Regions from separate parts of the Zea mays genome. Here region 1 is linked to region 2. The links are chromatin contacts, called in public Hi-C maps. All regions are on one chromosome and are shown on one strand. Each heading gives the region's core, a stretch centred on a gene start, on an enhancer-like site or on the middle of the called end of the contact. The rest is flanking DNA. Distances are from core to core; before and after follow the strand shown. Region 1 holds the start of LOC100278888. Region 2 holds the start of LOC103654412 (N-alpha-acetyltransferase MAK3).

Region 1 (6,343 bases), core at 1,680-4,179, 350 kb after region 2:
GTTCTTGGAAACCACAAGCTTGTTTGTTTGAGATTATAATTTGAATAGATTATATAATCTAACTTATTTTAAACTAACATTTAGTTCAAAATAAATTAGATTATGTAGTCTAAATAGATTATAATTCCAAACAAACAATGTTCACGTAGACGGTACACCCACTCACAAGAGAAACCCATTACAAACAATACACGTGCAAGTTTAAACCCATCACTCTTATCCCTAATTCATCATGCATACTACTGCTCTTAGTAAAATCTAAAACCACCCGAAAAAAAAGGATCACTTAAGGGAGTGAATGGAGAAAATTTAGAGGAATATTATTATCTTACTAGTCGGTTCCCGTGCGTTGCGACGGCTTATAACAATACGTACGTAAACTATCCATAAAAAAAATTCAAGATTTTTTATTGATTGTCTCCGCTCTCTGAATAATATTTTTTGATTTGGCTAACTGATGTTATTGTTTACTCCAAGCAATATGTCTTTATACAACACGACCAATAAAGTGAGCGATTAGAAAAGAGTTCACAACGACTGACTCAATGAACAGAGATTATAAAATGACATACATAGACAAAATAAGAGAAAGTTTGTGAGCTCAAGTTTCTAAAATAAGTCACATGAAGCCAAACTTATAAAAAATAGATCAAAATATGGAGTGATCGCTAAAGTCAGGCATCAATAAAAACTGGATGCGCTCCATATAAATTATGCTACTTTGTGGCAATTACTAATGTTTAAAACCAACAAATAACCTTTCATTTTACTGTTAGTGTGACGAATCATTGTTGCTCCACCCAATTCAGCAACCTGAAACACCATGTAGTCCATTGCACCAATGTGGTCTCAGAAACGACCTAATGCTTGCAAGAGCCAAGAACGTCGTGCCGTGCTTGGGCTGTAGCCTCGACCCGTAGTGCTGGCTCGGCCCGACACAGTTATATTTTTTATTTTTAAAAAACGTATATACATATATACAATTTATATTCAATATTAAAAACATCTGTGCATGATGTTCTGCTGGTTAGACAACTTCATCCAGTGTCTCCCGTCCTTACATCAGGGCATGGGTTCGAACCCCACCTCCTGCATCGTTTTTTTAACATTTTACGCTGATTTAATTAAATGAGCCGACGGGCTAACGAGCTGGTCCTGCACAGTCAGCAGACCGACATGACGTGTCTGGACCATAGTTATGGCTCGTGTGCGTCTGGCCTGTGCCGGGCCGCCGTTTGGCCATCTATAGGCGTGCAACGGATTAATTTGAAATAACTGTGAGAGCTTATTTGTAAAAAGATGACGCGGGACGACCGTTGAAACTGATACTTTAAGTATAGTATAGATTTAATAATATTATACTAGCAAATATACACATGAGTTGCAACTATTACACGACATGTCTTTAATAATTCATTTGAAGATCACTTTGCAATCACATTTCGTACATGTTTGGACACGGTACCTCAGACTTGTATGCTAAGGAAAGAGATTGGGTCCTCATCGAACAATTGTGGGTGATGAAAAACAAAAAAGATACTAGCATCGTCAATATGAGGTGTTAGAGATATATATTATAGATATATCTAGAAATCTCGGCCTCTTTAATATTAGAGATATAGATATATTTAGAAATCTTAGCCTCTTTAATGTTAGAGATAGAGATATATAAAAACTCTTAGCCTCTTTAACACTAGGGAATAGAGATGGAGATAGAAATTAAGGTAAATATATATCTATAGCATTTTTATTGGGCCTCATCTGATGGCCATCTTTTTGTTACGGAACAAAATGCATGTAAGATTAAACCAGTCAAGAATACTATCTCTAATTCATCATGTATTATTACTCTTACTTAAAAACCGCCAAGAATAATAATTGGTGAGAGAGTCCGGGACCGAAATTTACAGATTTTTTTATTTTCATATTATATAAGTACATAGTTATAGTTGGAGACGCATAATAGATAAGATATAGATCGGACACTTGTGGGTGATGAAAGACAAAAATATACTAGCATATTTAATATTAGGTGTTAGATATAGATATTATAGATATATCCAAATATATCTAGAAATCTCAGGCTCTTTATTATTAGGGATTAGATATATATATATATATATATATATATATATATATATATATATATATATATATATATATATATATATATATAGAAATATTAGCCTCTTTAATATTAGAGATAGAGAAATATAAAAAAATCTTAGCCTCTTTAATACAAGAGATTAGGAATGGAGATAGAAATAGTTAGACAAAGATTATAGGTAAATGTATATCTATACATATATCTATAGCATTTATTATTGTGTCGTTTAACGTGTCCTGCCTCATCTCATGGCCATCTTTGATTACTAGCTCTAATTCAACATGTATTATTATTTACTTAAAAACTGTCCAGTACAAGAATTGGTGAGAGAGTGCAGGACGAAAATTTAGAGATTTTTTATTTAATATTATATAAGTGTATAGTTATATTTGTAGATATATAATTGATTAAATGTGGACATAGATATAGATATAAGTATAGATATAAATACTAGAGTTTTATATTTTAGGTGCCTGATGTTTTATATGATAAATTTAGACAAACAACTAGTATAATTAAAAATATAATTTACAAGAGAACTTTTATTTTTTTTCTATATATACTTCAACAATTGACAACATTACATATTGACTGAATAATAATGAAAAATTAAACACCATAAATGTTACAGTCAAACGACGATGACAGCATTGCTTTTTGATTGAATAATAATAAAAAAATCAGGCACCATAAATATCCTATAGTCAAACAATGACAACATCTCATGTTGACTAGACAATAGTACAAAAATGAGAGCCCCTGTACAAAGGACCCAGATATAAAATGTCGTCTAGCATTTCTAACCTGTCCCGTCTCATGTGACGGTCATCTTGTTCTTGTGTCACTCATGGACTCTCCTCTAATGAAGCCCCTACTAGTGCCCAACAACCACAGTCCCGGACCGGTTGTCGCCGCCACGCCGGGAGAACACGGCGGTGCTGCGGCCGACGAGAGCAGCACCCTCGTGGATGCTGCCAGTGGCACGGATGAGAGCCACAGGGCACTCGCCGACGCCGACGTGAAGATGAACGACGATGGCGACGTACAAGGGGACGAGCTGTCCGCGTCCGTGCAGCGCCGGCTGGACGAGAGCAGCGCCGTGGAGGGGGAGGATGAAGAGGAGGAGATTGGTGACGACGCGGAGGCCGACGACATGGCGGCGCGCATGGGACGGCGCCTGGCGGCGCTGCCCGGGAATGCGCACGAGAGCGAGCCGTTCACCATCTTCCGCGTGGCGGGGCCCATGCGCGACCGCAACCGGCACCTCTACGAGCCGCAGATGATCTCCATCGGGCCCTTCCACCGTGGCGCCGGCCGGCACCTCGCCGCCATGGAGGAGCACAAGTGGCGGTACCTCCGCGACATTCTGGCCCGCCCCGGCGGCGCGACGCTGGCCTCGTACGCCCGCGCCGCGCGCTCGATGGAGGCCTCCGCGCGCCGCCGGTACGCGGAGCCCGTGCTGCTGCCCGCGGCCGAGTTCGCCGAGATGCTCCTCCTGGACGGCTGCTTCCTGGTGGAGTTCTTCCTCAAGGGGCAGGAGAGCGCGGAGGACGCGCTCATCGACGCCTCGTGGGCGATGCAGAACGTGTACAACGACATGCTGCTGCTCGAGAACCAGCTCCCCTTCTTCGTGCTCGAGCGCTTCTACGACCTGGCCACGGGCGGGCTCGGCCGGGACTACTTCGTCACCAACGTCCTCGTCAACTACCTCACCGTGGACATGTGCGTCGGCCCGCGGGACCCCGAGAGCACGCGGCCCCCCGACGGTGAGATCCACCACCTGCTGCATCTCTACTACCACTGGTTCCTACCACCGGAGGACCGGGACGGGAGCGGCACGGGCAGCAAGGACAAGGAAGACGGCGAGGCGCTCGAGGAACTGATGTCCACGTCTGCGGATGAGCGCATGCCGTGGCAGCTGCCGCCGGCGTCGGAGCTGAAGGACTCCGGGGTGACGTTCCGCGCCAAGAAGTCGCCGCGGAGCATGGTGGACGTGACCTTCGACCGCCGCAGCGGCGCGCTGGAGATCCCGGCCGTGGAGAGCTACACGAACCACGCCATCTTCGCGAACCTGCTGGCGTACGAGCAGAGCCGGGGCCGGTGGGAGCTGCAGCGCCTGGTGAGCTACGTGCTGCTGATGGCGTCCGTGGTGGACGCGCGGCGCGACGTGGAGGTCCTGCAGCGGGCCGGCGTGTTCGTGCGCGGGGACGAGGAGACGGCGGCGTTCTACGCGCACCTGGGCGAGCTGTGCCCGCCGCCCGAGTTCGTCAACAACTGCTACGCCGACCTGTTCCGCGACGTCCTGGAGTACTGTGGGCGCAGCTGGAACAGGCACCGCGCCGTGCTGGTGCACGACTACTTCAGCAACCCGTGGACCAGCATGTCCGCCGCCGCCGCCGTCTTCCTGCTTGTCCTCACCGTCGTGCAGACGGTCTACACCGTGCTGCCATACTACAGCCAGAATTAACGGGGCAAAAAACAAAAAAGGCGTTTTGCCGCCGTCACACAGACCGGGTGTCGCCCTCTGTTTTTTCTTTTTTTTGCCTGCAACTACAAGAAACCCTATGATTTTTCCTTGCTGGCTCCTCCTATACAATCCATATGAATGATGGCGTCTGGAGCGTGATCGTTTGCTTGTCCATCGAATCCGTGCGCGTCCACGATCGCATGAATCCGTCCAAGATTAAGTAATGGAACAACATAAAAAGACAATATTAGTAGGATGTTGAATCATTTTAAAATGAAAACAAGCATCATCCCTGGTTTTCCATATTGCCCAAAGAACAACACCAAATCCTAAAATAACCAGATTTATGGAATCTTTATCAAAGCTATGTAACCAATCTCCAAACAACAAATCTACATCATTTGGAATTGAGTTTAAAGCAATTTGCATCACTCTCTAAATATATTTAGCCAACGGGCACTCAAAAAAATGAGATGAGCAGTTGATTCCAAAAGACCACAAAAGCAGCAGCTAACAGACCCTGACATTGCTTTTTCTTAAGATTTTCTTTAGTGAGGATTTTGTTTTTCAGAATTAGCCATAAGAACACTATTATTTTTTTTGTGGAATCTTAATTTTCTACATAAGTTTGTATGGCACTTTAACCGAATTACTTCTTAACTGTGAAAACACGGACTTGACTGTGAAACCCTTTTCACCCAGAAGCCAGATAGTTCTTTCATCCTTTTCAGAGAGCCCCTAAGAACTGCAGCGGTTCCTGATAGTGTCGAACAAAGTAACATCTCTTAACCTCCTTCTGAAGTACAAATTATCACAGTTACCATAAGAGCTCTATTCACAGAAATCTTCTTGTCCATGGAGAGATCGAATAACCTTTTGAGTTTACCAGCAAAAGGAACATCACCACGCCATCTATCAAGCCAAAAACTACTATCCTTGCCATTACCGACAAACTTTTTTCTTAAAATTTAGATAAATCTCCTTTGACCCCCAGATCCCACTCCAAAAATAGGAACCGACTTGTCGTTTTTTAACCAAGCTAAGTGAAAGTCACATAGAGGGATGAATAAACGAAACCTGAAAATTACAAACTTTGAACACAAATTTCACCTAGGGTTATCATGACCATCCTCTCCCCTCAAATCGTTCGAGCGCAATAAACCTTCCCCGTGCATGTTGGCGCCAATCTCGCTTCGGCGTTGACCTCAGCCCCTACTCTCGCCTGGGGAGTACAAAATCCTAGCTTCCGTGCCCCGGTGACCATCACGCGCGTTCGTCACCCTCCGGGAATCACGCTGTGGGCGCTGCCGTGGGAGCTTGAGGGAAACCGCCGCGAGTGATCACTGCTAGCATCCTCGCTCGCGGGTGAGCGCGCGGTCGTGGGGTTTCGCCTTAGCAACCAGATCACGTCGGGGACGGCAAAAGGGAAGAAAGGCGGTCTCGGTGGCCGCAATTCCTCGCTGTCGCCACGACTTTGCCGTGCATCGTGGGCACCCCCAACTTCGACTCTGCCGGCGGTTTGTGCCTACCCAACTTGTTCGAATTGTCCTCCACATCGTGTATCGGGTCTCGGATCGAGGATTGACGTTCCCAGGCATCATTTGGTGTGACTCCGGCGATGGACAACCGCAACACCCGGGCGGCGCCGCCGTCGAGTGAAGGGGATGGGGAGGAATCGTTCGAGCCGTTGATCTGAAGATGAGTGACTAAGATCAGATCATGTCATACCAATTCGGGTGGATGGATCCGGGCCGTTGCGATCCAATCGG
Region 2 (6,704 bases), core at 2,434-4,933:
TCTCCTCTCGGGATGTTTTTACAGAGAAGCCTTCGAAGGAGGCTTCCATCCTTCGGACTACGTCCAGATATTTCTCTAACTTTGGGTCCCTTGCTTTACTACTCTTATCAATGTGACCGGAAATGACTTGTGAGTCGGATTTGAGTATTGCCATTCTTATTCCCATTGCCTTAAGCTTTTGAAGCCCCAAGAGAAGGGCCTTGTACTCTGCAATGTTATTTGTGCAGTTGAAGTCTAACCTTGCTGCATAGCAGGTTTTAATTTTAGATGGTGAAATTAACATGGCAGCTGCTCCTGCACCAAAGGTTCCCCATGACCCATCACAAAATATTGTCCAGGCTTCAGCATCGTTTGTTTTCTCTTCGTCCTGTGGCCCTGGCGTCCAATCAGCAATGAAGTCTGCTAACGCTTGGGATTGTATCGAAGATCTATGAACATAATCAATAGTGAATTCATTCAATTCTGCAGCCCATTTTCCAACTCTTCCTGTGGCTTCTCTGTTTCTCATTATATCCTTGAGGGTTTGTGAAGAAGGTACTATGATATGGTATGTTTGGAAGTAATGCCGAAGCTTCCTGGAAGCCATTAGTACAACATATAGTACCTTCTCCAACTCTGTGTAATTTTTCTTTGATGCGCTAAGTACTTCGGAAACGAAGTACACTGGCACTTGTTTCTTTGCCTGGCCATCCTGCTTTTCTTACACCAGCGCTGCACTAACCGCAGCGTGGGAAGCAGCTACATACAACAACAATGGAATTTTTGACGAAGGTGGGGTTAAGGTTGTTAATTCTATCGAATACTCCAATTCTTCGAAGGCTTTTGCTAAGTTGATCCCTATTGGAAGACTTCCACTGATTTCAGCACTTTGAAGAATGGCAAGTTCCTCTCTGCTGATCTTGAAATAAATCTATTCAATGATGCCAGCCCTCCTATCAACCTCTGAGCACCTTTTGTGACTTCGGGGGCTCCATCCGAAGTATAGCTTCTATCTTACTTGGATTGGCTTTGATCCCCTTTGTTGATACCAAACAACCAAGAACTTTTTGCTTCTTCACTCCAAAGACACATTTTTCTGGATTTAGCTTGAGACCAACTCTTCTGAAATTAGCAAATGTTTCTTGTAAATCAGCAACATGATGTTCTTGCTTCGTGCTTTTCACTATGATGTCATCAACATACGTTAGAACATTCCTGCTAATCTGAGAGTTAAGAACTTTGGCAGTCATTCTGCTGAAGTTTCCTCCAGCATTCTTGAGCCCCTCAGGCATCCAAAGGTAGCAGTAAGTCCCACTAGGTGTTATGAAGCTTGTCTTAGGTTCATCCTCCTTCATCCAGATTTGATGATAAACTAAGAAGCAATCCAATAAGCTCATGAGCTCTAAAGTAGCCGCTGCATCCATAAGAGAATCTATTCTTGGCAATGGGAATTTATCCTTCGGGCATGCCTTATTGAGATCTGTGAAGTCAATGCACATTCTCCACTTTCCATTAGCTTTCTTCACCATCACAGTATTGGCCAGCCATTCTGGGTATGTTACTTCTCTGATAACACCGACACTTAGTAGCCTTTTGACTTCGTTTCATGCACCTTCGGCTTTATCATCGAACATTTTCCGAAGCTTCTGCTTTCTTGGCCTGATGGCCAGGTCTACATTGAGTGAGTACTCAATGACATCTCTATTGACACCACAAAGATCATTGGCTGACCACGCAAAAACATTCTTGTTGTTGAACAGGAATTTCAACAAAGATCTTTGGTTGATCTGCTGAAGCAGCCTTGTCTCTTTTATGTTTATATTGTTGATGAGCTTCGGCTTCATCTATGTTATGGATGGCCTTCGAATCTATCTAGTTCCCTTCGGCTCTCCTGGCAGCCTCTTGGCTCCCATGCACAACGATAGGCCCTTGGTCAGAAGGTATCTTCATGCACAAATATGCTGGGTGAAGTATTGCTTTGAAGGCGTTTAGCGTCCCTCGACCAATGATTGCATTGTAGGGATACTCCATATCGACAATGTCGAAGACAACCTGCTCTGTCCTTGTATTGTGAACATAGCCGAAGGTGATCGGCATAGTTATCTTGTCGAGTGCCACAATCCGTCTTCCTCCGAAGTCACAGAGGGGGTGTGTTGCATCATGTATCTTGTCATCCTGCTTTTGCATTTGCCTGAAAGCCTTCGCAAAGATGATGTTTGTCGCACTGCCCGTGTCTACTACGACATTGTGGACCAGGAACCCCTTGATGACACAAGATATAATCATTGCATCATTGTGAGTATAATCCTTGAGTTGAAGATCTTCCTAGGAGAAGGTGATTGGTACATGAGACCACTTGGACTTGATAAAGGGTCCTTGCACTCCAACATGTTGTACCCTTCTCTATGCTTCCTTCTTCTGCTTCTTATTGCCTGGTTTAGAACTTGAGCTGCCTGTGATTGGGAGCACCAGCTTCGTAGCCGAAGGTGTCACAACTTGGTTGTTCTGCAAAGCCATTGTTGCAATCGTGGAAGTGAGTTTACCAGAGGTGGGCGCCAATGTTGGTCACTTGTTCTCAAATGCTATGAAAGAGGACCTTCGTCTTCTGAAGCATTATCTCCACATGGGTATAATACTCATTAGACGAAGGTCAAAAGGGACATACCTTCATTATTTAATACGTGAATATGAATGCGAAAGGATAAAGATGATAACTGCATCTCATAAATTCATTCATATTTGTATTCCATAAAACATAAATGAATATTTAACAGTATTAATGTTACATTGATACCTTTGGCTTGCTTGAAGACGTGAATGCGGGAGAGTGATTACAATCTAGTGTGAACAGTACAGTGTTACTGTTCATCTATTTATAGACACGAGACGCAGCCTGGGTAAAATTACATTCATGCCCTTGAACATTTGTCTATAAGCAACTTGAACTAGCAGGGTCTATCTAGTCTTTTCCTTCTTTACTTGATGTGAGCCGAAGCTACTGACCTTCAGCGTTCTGCGTTGCTGCTTCCTTCCGAGGTCTTTGTTTTGGGGACCTTCGACGGAAGTGGGGCAGGCCTCTCGTGGTATTTTGCCGAAGGTGTTTATATCTTGAGACCTTCAGCGGAGAAGAAGACCCCCAATAGACGCGACACCATACCACAGGTACGACGACGCACGACCCAACAAACGATTCTATAGGGGCTACAAAGCCCAGAAGCACGACCCATCAAACGACACCATAGGGGATACGAGGCCTAGAAGCAGGATGCCAAACTCCATCACAATAGAATACAAGTTCTCATTGTAACGTCTACCCTTGAGATATAAAAGGGCAAGACAACCCCCATCATCCAATACACATCCCACAGCTTCACACAAGCACCAAACTGTAACACGCTTCAAGCAATACTATTGTCACTGCACTAGACTAGGGCTCTGGGCTGAACCAGTATAACCCACTCGTCTCAGAATCCACCTTCGAGCCCCCCGTAGCTCACCATTCGGATTGAGTCCGCGCTAGCATCCCTACTGAACATAAATCTTATTGTCCCTCGATTCCAGAAACCACAACATAATGTGTCTCTGCTGTCCATTGATAGGGTGACAAACACCCATTTCAGCAATATTTCAGTTTCGAGGTATATTTTGAAAATTTGAAATATTTTTAAATGTAGAAATAAAAAAGGTGTTGTGCACGACCGTACCTGGTGGGCCTCCCGCGATGGTTTCTGCGGCGAGCAAGGCCCAGGCCTAACAGACCGAGATGTATCGAGTTTTGCGCCTTCGATACGTCGTTTACGTATTCAGTTTTTCACACAACGGCGGCGATGTCGTCGGCCTCCTCCTCCGCCGCCGCCGCCAACGCCGGTGAAGGAAGCGGGGGTGCGGAGGAGGGCGTGGAGATCACTTACGTGAGCTATGGCGGGGAGCAGCATCTGCCGCTGGTGATGTCGCTGGTGGACGAGGAGCTCAGCGAGCCCTATTCCATCTTCACCTACCGCTACTTCGTCTACCTCTGGCCGCAGCTCACCTTCCTGGTACGCGGGCCTCCCCTTCTCTATCTGCCCACACCTCTCCCCTCCATCCCTCTCGTATCGCGTCGTGGTCGTGCCGGATTTGACGCTCTCCTGGTTCTTCGTCTTGGATGGAAACGTGATGGGTGGCGACGCAGGCGTTCGATGCCAGGGATGGCAAGTGCGTGGGGACAGTCGTGTGCAAGATGGGGGAGCATAGGGGTGCATTCAGGGGCTACATCGCCATGCTCGTCGTCCTCAAGCCCTACCGAGGGAGGGGAATAGGTGACGCACTTCTTAGTTACTGATGCTTTTGGCTCTTGATTGAATTGCTGTCAGCTCTGTTCTATATCGTTTCTAGACAAGGAATGCTCGTGCCCAGATAGGTCGATTACCTACTAAACTGCAGAAACCTTAATGCGCTTTTCAATTATCTGCACACAAACAGATCAATTAATGCGTTGTACCAACTTGCTTGTGTTGTGCAAGTCCAACTTGCGTTGTCCAACTATATCACAAATTCGTAACTTTGCAACTAGATAGAAAAAAATTGTAGCCCAATTGTGCCAGAAAGAATCCTCATTTTCTGTGTAAATGTATTCCGCTTCCTTGGTTTTCAACATTAACAGGCACATATATGCTTTACTTCTTTTTTTTTGAAAATGTACAACAGGGGAAGCCCCCGCTGTGGTAGATATTTATTAATATAAAGAAGACGGACAAAGAGCATTAGCAGTCGCTCCCAAGACATAAACCAGAAGGAAACTAACTAAAGCACAGGGAAAAGAACTATCTGCTATCTATAGGAATTCACAAGCGAGGAGAAAAGAGTTGATTTCTCTTCAGAAAAGCGATTAGCTTGCAGAAGAGCTTCGGCGCGGAATTCTTTTTTCCAGCCAATGAAAGATGGTCGTCCCCTGTCAAAGATAAAATTGTTTCTTTGCTTCCAGATTTGCCAAGCTGCTATGATAAAGACCTCCATAAATAGGGATGGCAACGGGTCGGATTCGGATCGGATATTGGAAATATCCGCCCGCAGACATATCCACGGTCATAGATAATATCCGCACGTGACTATATCCACGGGTAGAAATTCATATCCATATCCATGCCCATCGGGTTTCGGATATCCATTGGATATCCATCGGATATGGTAAAGAACCATTTTCAGCAATTGAATAACATAATTAATCAAATTTCTTCCCAATTCAACATCATACACAACTTAAAATTTAATAAATTTTTTAACAAATATACATGTCCTTCAACAAGCAACATTCTCAACATGACAAAAATACATGTCTACATGTCTCAACATGAAAACAAATACATGACAATCAATATTGATCCGATCCGAGTGTAGTGTTGAGCACTTGAGCTAGCGCTATAGTAGCTGTGTTTGAATTTTTTAGTCAATGATAGTAGAATCATGTTCATCCTGGCAATAATGGACTAATGGTTAATTTCGGATATCCAACGGATTACCCGCGGGTGAGATTTAATATCCAAATCCATGCCACCACTTTATCCCGGATCGGATACGGGTCTAATTCGCGGGTCAAAAAACATATCCATATCCTTATCCGTCGGGTCGGATATCCGACGGATATCCAAATCCACGGATTAAATTGCCATCCCTATCCATAAAGAATGGTGAACCGTGCAAGTCTCTGGCTTGTTGAAAGGTTGCAAAGAAGTCAATCTGGTGGTTCCACTGAATATTCAGATGTCTCCAACAGTCTTGGCTGAAAGGGCAATTGAAGAACAAATGGAAGGCAGTTTCTTCTCTTTGAAGTTGACAAAGAGCACAACTGTAGTTGTCGCCTTGAACCTTAAAGTTCTTTCTCTTTAGGATGTTTCTGGTGTTCAGCCTGTCCATCAACAGCAGCCAGGTGAAGACTTTAAGCTTGTTTGAACATCTGGACTCCCAGATCCAGACAAATGGTTTTGGAGGATTCACATTTTTGAAAGTGTAGTGGTAAAGTTTAGTTGACGAGTAGGTGCTATTCCCCCAAATATAACTCCAAGAGTCTTTCTCTTCTGGTTCAATCACTGATTCTTGAATTTGCTGCACTTCATCCAGGAGCTGTTGCAGCTCGGTGTTTGCTTGCTCAGTAAGGGGTAAGTGGAAATTGTCTGTCAAGTTCTCCTGAGTCAAAAAGGAAGCAACCGAAATGCTTTGATTTTTTGCGAAGGTGAAAAGCCTTGGAAACTTGTTTCTGCGGATGTTGTCATTCCATAAATCATGCCAAAATAGAACAGTTTTACCATCTCCAACCTTACAGTTGGAGATTCCTCTGAAGAGATCACAAAGTTTAAGGACGTCTCTCCACCAAAACGAGCCCATGAACTTGGATGCATGAGGGGTCTTGCCGTCAGAGTAGTAGGTATTCCAAACCAGGTTAACCCAAGGGATTTGTTTCTTGTTGTAGAGCTTGTCAAGAAATTTCATTCAGAGATACGAGTTCTGGCTTCTTAGGTTGATGACCCCCAGACCACCTTTTTTCTTCGGTCGTGTGCATTTATTCCAAGCCACCAGAGGCTTAGATTTTGCATTGCTATCAGAATTACGCCACAAACAGTGGCGTCTGGCTGTGTCAATGTACTCCAAGACCGCAGCTGGAACTTGTAAGGTGCACATGGCGTATGTTGGCAGAGACGAGAGGACAGAGTTGACAAGTTGAAGTCTCCCCGCATGTGACAACATAGAAG

Evidence for each region. Hi-C and Micro-C count contacts between places; a contact is called where the count stands out from the background.
Region 1: a contact with region 2 is called in a Hi-C map of leaf, with 2.5 times the contacts expected there. The contact joins the promoter of LOC100278888 here to the promoter of LOC103654412 in region 2. A contact is called at or near these places in 3 of 25 Hi-C or Micro-C datasets (ear and leaf).

The regions. Positions count from the first base shown.
Region 1 is chr4:199,306,305-199,312,647 of Zm-B73-REFERENCE-NAM-5.0, forward strand. LOC100278888 reads left to right here and starts at 2,930. Exons shown (of 1, transcript NM_001152019.2): 1 at 2,930-4,683. The coding sequence starts at 2,955. The coding sequence ends at 4,574.
Region 2 is chr4:198,951,696-198,958,399 of Zm-B73-REFERENCE-NAM-5.0, forward strand. LOC103654412 (N-alpha-acetyltransferase MAK3) reads left to right here and starts at 3,684. Exons shown (of 4, transcript XM_035967494.1): 1 at 3,684-4,016; 2 at 4,151-4,277. The coding sequence starts at 3,807.